Regions from separate parts of the Mus musculus genome. Here region 2 is linked to region 1. A link is a contact called in public HiChIP or PLAC-seq data. All regions are on one chromosome and are shown on one strand. The core of a region is the stretch at or near the end of the contact, and the rest is flanking DNA. Distances in the headings are between cores, read along the strand shown. Region 1 overlaps Dennd1a (DENN/MADD domain containing 1A). Region 2 overlaps Psmb7 (proteasome (prosome, macropain) subunit, beta type 7).

The links. HiChIP or PLAC-seq counts read pairs in DNA pulled down with a chosen protein or histone mark.
Region 2: an H3K4me3 HiChIP or PLAC-seq map of embryonic basal ganglia shows a contact between it and region 1, with 8 times the contacts expected there. The contact joins two enhancer-like sites. A contact is called at or near these places in 2 of 484 Hi-C or Micro-C datasets (embryonic fibroblasts and nephron progenitors) and 2 of 115 datasets of contacts at active chromatin or transcription factors (SST interneurons and embryonic basal ganglia).

Annotation. Positions count from the first base shown.
Region 1 is chr2:37,907,063-37,910,806 of GRCm38.p6, forward strand. All of the region lies in intron 13 of Dennd1a (DENN/MADD domain containing 1A), which reads right to left. Among named protein-coding and RNA genes, the nearest start is that of Crb2, 130 kb to the left of the region's middle. Within about 2 kb of position 1,864, at least 47 of the 459 cell types and tissues checked have an H3K27ac peak or open chromatin away from gene starts, as enhancers often do. A contact at or near this core is called in embryonic basal ganglia, where this site is marked.
Region 2 is chr2:38,607,312-38,611,055 of GRCm38.p6, forward strand. The region is part of intron 6 of Psmb7 (proteasome (prosome, macropain) subunit, beta type 7); the gene reads right to left. Among named protein-coding and RNA genes, the nearest start is that of Psmb7, 35 kb to the right of the region's middle. Within about 2 kb of position 1,895, at least 36 of the 459 cell types and tissues checked have an H3K27ac peak or open chromatin away from gene starts, as enhancers often do. A contact at or near this core is called in embryonic basal ganglia, where this site is marked.

The DNA.
Region 1 (3,744 bases), core at 614-3,113:
CATGTTGCCACTGGAAAGGGTGGGGCTTTGAAGTCTGTGACACAGCCTCCTTGAGTCCAGGTAGTATGGCTGACAGGGTGGACTGGAAGACCGGAGGGCAGAATTAGGCTCATGGTGTTAGCAGCAAGGTGTTGACAATTAGTCAAGAACTGATTTGATGACCACCACTGGCTGTGTCAAGACTGCTCACAGCAATGCAACAGAAACCTCTGTACATTTCTCTGTCCCTCTTCCATTCAATAAAACTAGTTTGAATCAATGCCTCGGACTGGTTAAAGTGTACTATTAAGAATTAAAGAAAGGACCTTGTTGCTAGTGTTCTTATCTCGATGAGAACAGGCCAGTTTGTTCACCTTCCACCCTTTATTATACAAACATTTTTTAAAAAAGCAGAAAATAAAGAAAAAAATTCAATATGATTCTCCTGCCCTAATGTAGGTCAAGCCTTCCCTATCCCCTGGAATGGCTAAAAGAGATATAGGCCCTACTGCCTACATGCCACCCTGAGCTTTGGGGGAAGCACACTGTAGGTTCAAATTAACTTTACAAATACCCCAGGAATAGGAAGAAAAGCTTACACTGGCTACCACGCTTCCTGGAACACTGACAGGCAAGTTTTCAAATGCATATGGAATATTCACTTTCAAGTAAACTCATGGAAGGCAGCCTTGTGGTAAAAGGGCTTTAGTGTCTAACTTGGCTCTGATACCCACACTATAATCATTATGAGCTAGAATAAAAATCTACTTTAAAAAAAAAAAGATCAAGAGAGGGCCACATTGACACTTTGGTGCTTAAAATTTTCCTTCAATAGGGTTCCTTGGCTCTTGTGGGGACTGAGGCAGGGAAATCACAGTTTGAAGTCAACCTGACTATAGTACTGAGATTTTTTTTTTTAAGATTTATTTATTTATTATATGTAAGTACACTGTAGTTGTCTTCAGACACACCAGAAGAGGGAGTCAGATTTCGTTATGGATGGTTGTGAGCCACCATGTGGTTGCTGAGATTTGAACTCAGGACCTTCGGAAGAGCAGTCGGGTGCTTTTACCTGTTGAGCCATCTCACCAGCCCCCCAGTATTGAGATCTTATCTCAAACAAAAACAAAAGAAATAAACAGAAACAGGCCACCTAAGCCTGATCTCTTTACTGGGAGACAGTGTGTCAGTAGAAAGGGCACAGGCTTAGGATCAATCAGGTTAGTGCCTAGTTAAGTCATACATGCCCAGGCTACAAAGGTTCACAATAAATATCTGTGCTTCTGTTTCCTCACTAGTCATGGTTCTGAAATACTGGCTCCCTTATCTTCACCCCATGAACAATGTCCTGGTGAACTAAGTGATCCATGGGAAATACCCAGCTCACTGCCTGACACGCTAGAAGGTACCGAAACCACCAGCGTCCCCTCCCCCAAGCTGGTTCTCCCCAGTCCTGCTGAGGGTAAAGCCAGAAGTTCTTACTACACAATTCACAGGGTCCTCATGGCAGGAGGCCACAGGAATGGTACAGCTGGATTTAAAAAGATGACTAAATTATCCAACAATGGCAAATACATATAATAAACCTATCCCATGAGTGTTTTATTTGGTTTCAAGGCCCTGCTGAGCCCACATCCTGCTATCCCCTTAAACCTGGGGTCTGCAAGGCTTCTCACACAGGGAAAATTGGTGGTGCCCTCTCTCCCACTCAGACTTGCTTCTTGTGCCCTCTGCCCAAGGATGGCAATGTCACAAGGGCAAGGGAGCTGCACAATGCCCAGAGATTTATGAAAATACGCATGAGAAAGAGGGAGTGCTGTGTGGAGCGTGTCATGTGGGCAGGCCTGGTGCATGGGAGCAATTAGAGCCAGTTTGCAACAACTCAGTGCTGCTCTATTCAATTGCTTAAAGAATTGCCATGGCAACAGCAGCCACACATAGTAAAGTGGCAGCAAGATGGAGCAAACACTTGAAAAAGACTCTCTCGTTAACCCTCCTCCCTTCCCCAAAACGAATAAAGGGCCATTTTGCTTCTCTGAAATGGCCTTCCAATCAATGTCCACACTTTATACCAAAGTGGGTGACCAATGCCCATCCTCATTTTTGCCTTCTTGCTTTTATTTTATTTTAGGTATTAACGATGATAGCAGCCTTTTAATGAGCTCCTACTATGTCCTGGGCCCTGGGCTGGTGAAAATATCATTTAATGATTCCACCAGCTGGCATTACTGTGTGTAACTGTATCTGCACTGGGGACAATCAAAGTCCTGGATACCATCCCTGAAGGCTAGAGAGATGGAGTCACAGCACAGTTGCTTGAGAGGGTCAGCTTTAGTTGAGCCTTAAACCAGCATCTCACAAGCCCAGTTGTGTGCTAGGGACACAGATGACTAGGAAGTTCTTCCCCTCAGAAAGATCATCCAGTGGAGGAAACAGGCAAGATGTCCATGAGGAGGATACCACCTCCCATCAGCTGATGGGTAATCTGTTAGCTCTGTAGCCATACAAGTGATAGCACAAGGAACTGAGTGCTTAGACTGAGTTCCAGCAACATGCCCTGTGCTTTGTGGAGCATTTTACAATCCTGTCAAGAGCACCTCTCAAGACCATAGAAGGCAGTGCTTATTCATGGGTGGACTAAGATGTGGAATCAAACCTCACACAACTGTGACTTGCCTGAATCCAAGTCACCCTGATAACACACTTGTAGTGTTTACTCTGTTGTAGCTTCTGGCAGAAGGGTTGCAGTTTAGGTACATAGCTTATTCCTGGAACAGGACATTTGAAGCCAAGAGGCCCTTTGTGATCATAAAATTAGCCACAAAAAGGGCCAGTGAAAACCTGAGTGGCTGTTGCCGAAGCGCTCTGAGCAAAGGGCTCTCTGTTCCCCTTGTCCCCTCAGTGTGTGAGACAGGTTCAGGGGCCATTCTGGTGTGCTCCACATAACTGACATCATAGTGAATAGTGACTGGTCTCTCAGGCTAGAAGTCTGAGCTCTTCTGAGGTGACCACAGTTAAGTCATGAGACTCCATGAATGAGGAAACTCTTCATTCAGTCAGCTCTTTGTTCTTGAAGAAGCAGCAAGATAAAGGTGGGGACTAGAAGATGCAGTGAGGGAAAAGGAGAATGAAGGATCCACAGGCATTATGTGGGTGGAGTCACGCAACCATAATGGGCTGCCTTGGCACTGACTGACTGGTGTCTGTCTGAAGAAGGCTGCTCATGTCAACCTTGTCATGGGGCCTCTGACATAGCTACACATAGTAGGCATTCAAAAATGGTATTTGGATAAATAGACAAACCCCTCAAAAATATGCTTGAAACACAAAGAAAGGAGTCCAAATCTGTTTCAGTTTTGCCTGTGGGCTTGATGGCCTGGCTTGCTGTGGGGATAAAGTCAGTATGCACCTAGACATAAAGGTTGAAGGTCCACAGCGAATACAAACAAGCAAAGGCACTGAGGTGTAAGGCAATAAGTAGTGGAAAATACAGGCTAGATGCACCCTGTCTTCAACTGTTTGGAGGCCACCAATCACATGCTCACAATACACTGCTTGACAGATCAAACACATTAAGTGCAGAGTTTTCAATGTGTCACCCATGGGTAAATAGTCAGCCTTCTGAGAGAGGAATGGATGGACCTTCTGTCCTGTTTCTACAAGAAACACCTCAGACTGATGGAGGGCTCAGGCTGAGGTGGGAGTGGGAGTGGCTGTGATAGTTGTTGGCACCTGCTGTGGAAACTGAGGAGCAAAACCAAGTGT
Region 2 (3,744 bases), core at 645-3,144, 700 kb after region 1:
AAAACTCAGGGGAGAAGCCCACAGAAGGATGAAAACAAGGAAAAGAAAACCAAAAAGTTTTACAATCTAAGAAAAGAAGCAGGGCAGAGGTGGCACAAGCCTTTAATCCCAGCACTCAGGAGGCAGAGGCAGGCGGATTTCTGAGTTTGAGGCCAGCCTGGTCTACAGAGTGAATTCCAGGACAGTCAAGGTTTCTTCACAGAGAAACCGAGTCTCAAAAAAATAAACCAAAACCAAAAACAAAAACAAATAGCCAAATGTATTTCCCCCTCTTTCCCCTGCCCCTCCTGCTATGGGCTCCCTCCTGTGTGGCTGAGCTCACCAGACAAGTAGGTTGATGTTTGTGTGCCCCCCTCTGACATATGCCTGGCTTTCTGCTGTCTTCACAAGACCTAGCCAGTGGAAAGGAACACTCTGAACTGGCCCAGGAGTAACACATCTTCCACTCTTTTGTCAGAGAATTACACACTGAGCCAAGAGACAGAACAACACAGTAGTTGATTCCAGCAAAACAACTCCAAAGTCAGACTGGTAAAAGTTCATATTCTGACCTCATTGCTGTAGCCATGTGTGTAACCTCACACAGGTTACTGATTTTCTTACAGCTGGTTTTCCTTCCCTCACAGGGTAGATTACAAAACACTGACCTCCAGTAAACGGCTCAAACTACAGCCACCTCATTCACTATCCTCCCCCAAAAGCAACACTTCCATGACAGACTTGTGCTATACTCAGGTCTACCACACAGGACTCTCTGTGAGCTTTCATATGGGAAGGAAGGCTCTTACCTCTCTACACCATAAACTACTGTCTAGTGTGAGATCCTCTTAGTGGCTGCTATGTGACATTTTCAACCTACTACTAACCAGAAGACATTCACCATGTTTTAGAAAGCCAATTTTGTATACACTGTCATAGAAGGCGTTTTATTGCCTACATCTAATCCTCTCAGCGAACTACCGGTAGGTCTCTGAAACTTAGCTTGCAGACATGCATTGGGAGCCATGATGTAAGTGCAGTAAAAACAGACCAACAGCCTAGTCTAGTCCTCCAGCACCTAAGCCACAACCATACTGAACTTATGTTCATTTCCCTCTGGGACCATCCTAATGATAAACGCAACAGATTTTTTTGAATTAAATAATGCAGATTTCTGCCACTACTGTCCCTCTGCACAGAAGATATGAAGTCTGCAGCTTTGCTTCTGTTACACACACACACACTCACACACACACACACACACACACACTCACACACACACACACACACACACACTCACACACACACACACACACTCACACACATACACACACACACACACACACACACACACACACAATCACTTCTAAGATTTGCTGTCAGAGCAGCATATTGATATCAAGTCTTCCATTATTTAAATGGATCTATAGCTGCCCACAATGACAGATTAATCCTGTTTCTTCAGGAGCTAGGTGTTTGGCATCACGTTTGTGAGATAACCACAAGCCTTTAGGGCGATAGCTGCTCACATCTTTAGCAATCTGCAAGGGCTTCTCTAGAGGCCAGCACTGGTCGAGAAATGAAATATGACTCCATAAATCAGCTGGCTGAAGTGGCACTTGTATGCATCACCATCTATCTTCCTACTTTCCCTCTGAAGGGGACAGGGTAAGAGCTCATCACTCGCTCCTGCAACCAGAGAAAGGGCCATCACAGTGGGCACTGACAAAGCACGTGCTACTTAAAACTGAAGCCACACTAAGACTGGGGGAAGGATCCCGCTGGTGTTAGCATGCCTCAGGCAGTGGTAGAAGCTTCAGCAAGTCATCTTCAAAAGGCAGAGAGCCAGAGCTCTAGAAACCTGCAAAAATTGGCTAAGCCTGCAGTCTTCATTGCTTTAAGTTGAGCATCTTCAAAGTCTAGAATTCTAACTGTAGGGCACGCAGCTGCCACTGCAGATCTGATCCTCTCAGCTTTTGGCAGCTCTCAACTTGAGATTCTAGCAAAAGAATTTTTCAAGTTGCTATTATTGCCTGTCATAGATTTATAAATATTGTGCACTATCTGCTGTGGCATGGCTCTCATGGGACGTCAGAGCATGCCAAACGCATAACAGAATGAAAACAGTTTCTATTCTTCAAATAAATGCTAATTTTTAAACTGTGCTCACAATGTGTTTGGTGACCAGCTCCAACGGCACAGAATACGTATTGGGGGGGGGGGGGGCGACTGTCTTCTCCAGCAGCATTCAGCTGCTGCTTTCATTAAGCTTGTTTAATTAGATTCCAGATGCTAATTTGCAAGTCGATACCAGAGGGTGCAGGACAGTTTGCCTTTGAATCCACTCCCTGTGATGTCAGGGTCCTGCCGCACACCGCTAGCCTTCGGCGGCCTTCGCACAGTATTCTGACAATTAGTGCAAAGAGGGGACAGTATTGATCTTGACAGACTAAATATTAATCTTCTACCCATTTTAATGAATTGTAATCTTCAAGAGTTGAAATTTCTCACCGGGTCAAATGAAAACATTCCTTCTTATAGAGAAAGGGACTAGAAGGAGAGGTGCCCTAAGTTAACCGTCCAAGAGCTTCATTCTTTCTCACCCCAAGGCCAAGTCTGCACTTCTTGGACTAACATAATATTTCCAGGTACTTTAGTCACATTCCTTAAAACTGAATGGAAAATGATCTGAAAAGCCACAGTATGATTAACACTAGAGCCCCCATCCAGCTATCCGTGGATAACAATCACTATCAGGTTTCTTACATAAGCGTTCGCTGGCTAGCTACTTGTTTCTCTGAAACTCAATGAAGGCAAGCCCAAGGCTCAGACGACCTACAATAGATAGCAGAGGCCCATCTCAGGGTGCTTAAAAGTCCCTGCTGGGTTGACAGCAGCTTTTCTGGACTGTTCCTTCTCAATGAGCACTTGCTTGCCCTGTGCCCCATCTTCTGCCCCAGAGTACTTAATGGCATGTCTCTAGCACTGTAGAGAAGCGTGCTGCCAGCCTTCCTGTTGTCTCAAAAGTACATTCTGAACTTTCCAGACAGAAAGGAAAGAAAGTCCCTTTGGGTCGTCAGGTGGTTTTTGATGACTCAGATTTAGCTTTAGCTCATGGTCCTCCTGCCTTGACAAACAAGTACTACTGAGAGCTGGAAGCTGAAGAACAGAGTTTCTCCTGTCATCTCTTGCACTCAAGGTGCTCCCAGTCCTTGACAAGTGGGAAAGATGCCCCTAAAAACAGCCACCAAACATGGAGAACAAGAGGTTAAGATGGAGCACAGAGACATACATTGATAAGAAATCCCTGAGGGCCATTGGTGGACAACAAAAATCAGAAATCAACAGCAAGTAAGAAAATGAACAGACAAGATAGCTGAAGTGACCTCTGTCCCCAGTGTTCTTCTGTCCCCAGTACTCAACTGGGTTTATGTTAAGCTGATACTTTTTTATAAATAGCACACACTCACTTTCTGGCATCTTAGAGAACATTAGAACAAGCACATAATACCCAGGATTTCTTGATGCTAACTACGTAACTACATCTAGACAGCAAATCGAAGACAAAATAAGAGGCCATGGGAAAGCTCAAGAACACGCTGAGTTTAAGGGACACTGGAGGCAAAGAAATGTCAACGTTTTGATTTAATGACAGCTACCTGTGATCACAATGCTAAGACTCATTGACTGTGACTACTCCAGTGCATTTTATACATGTAAACTCTTATCAATTTACTGTTAAAATAAAGAATGTTTTAGAGAAAA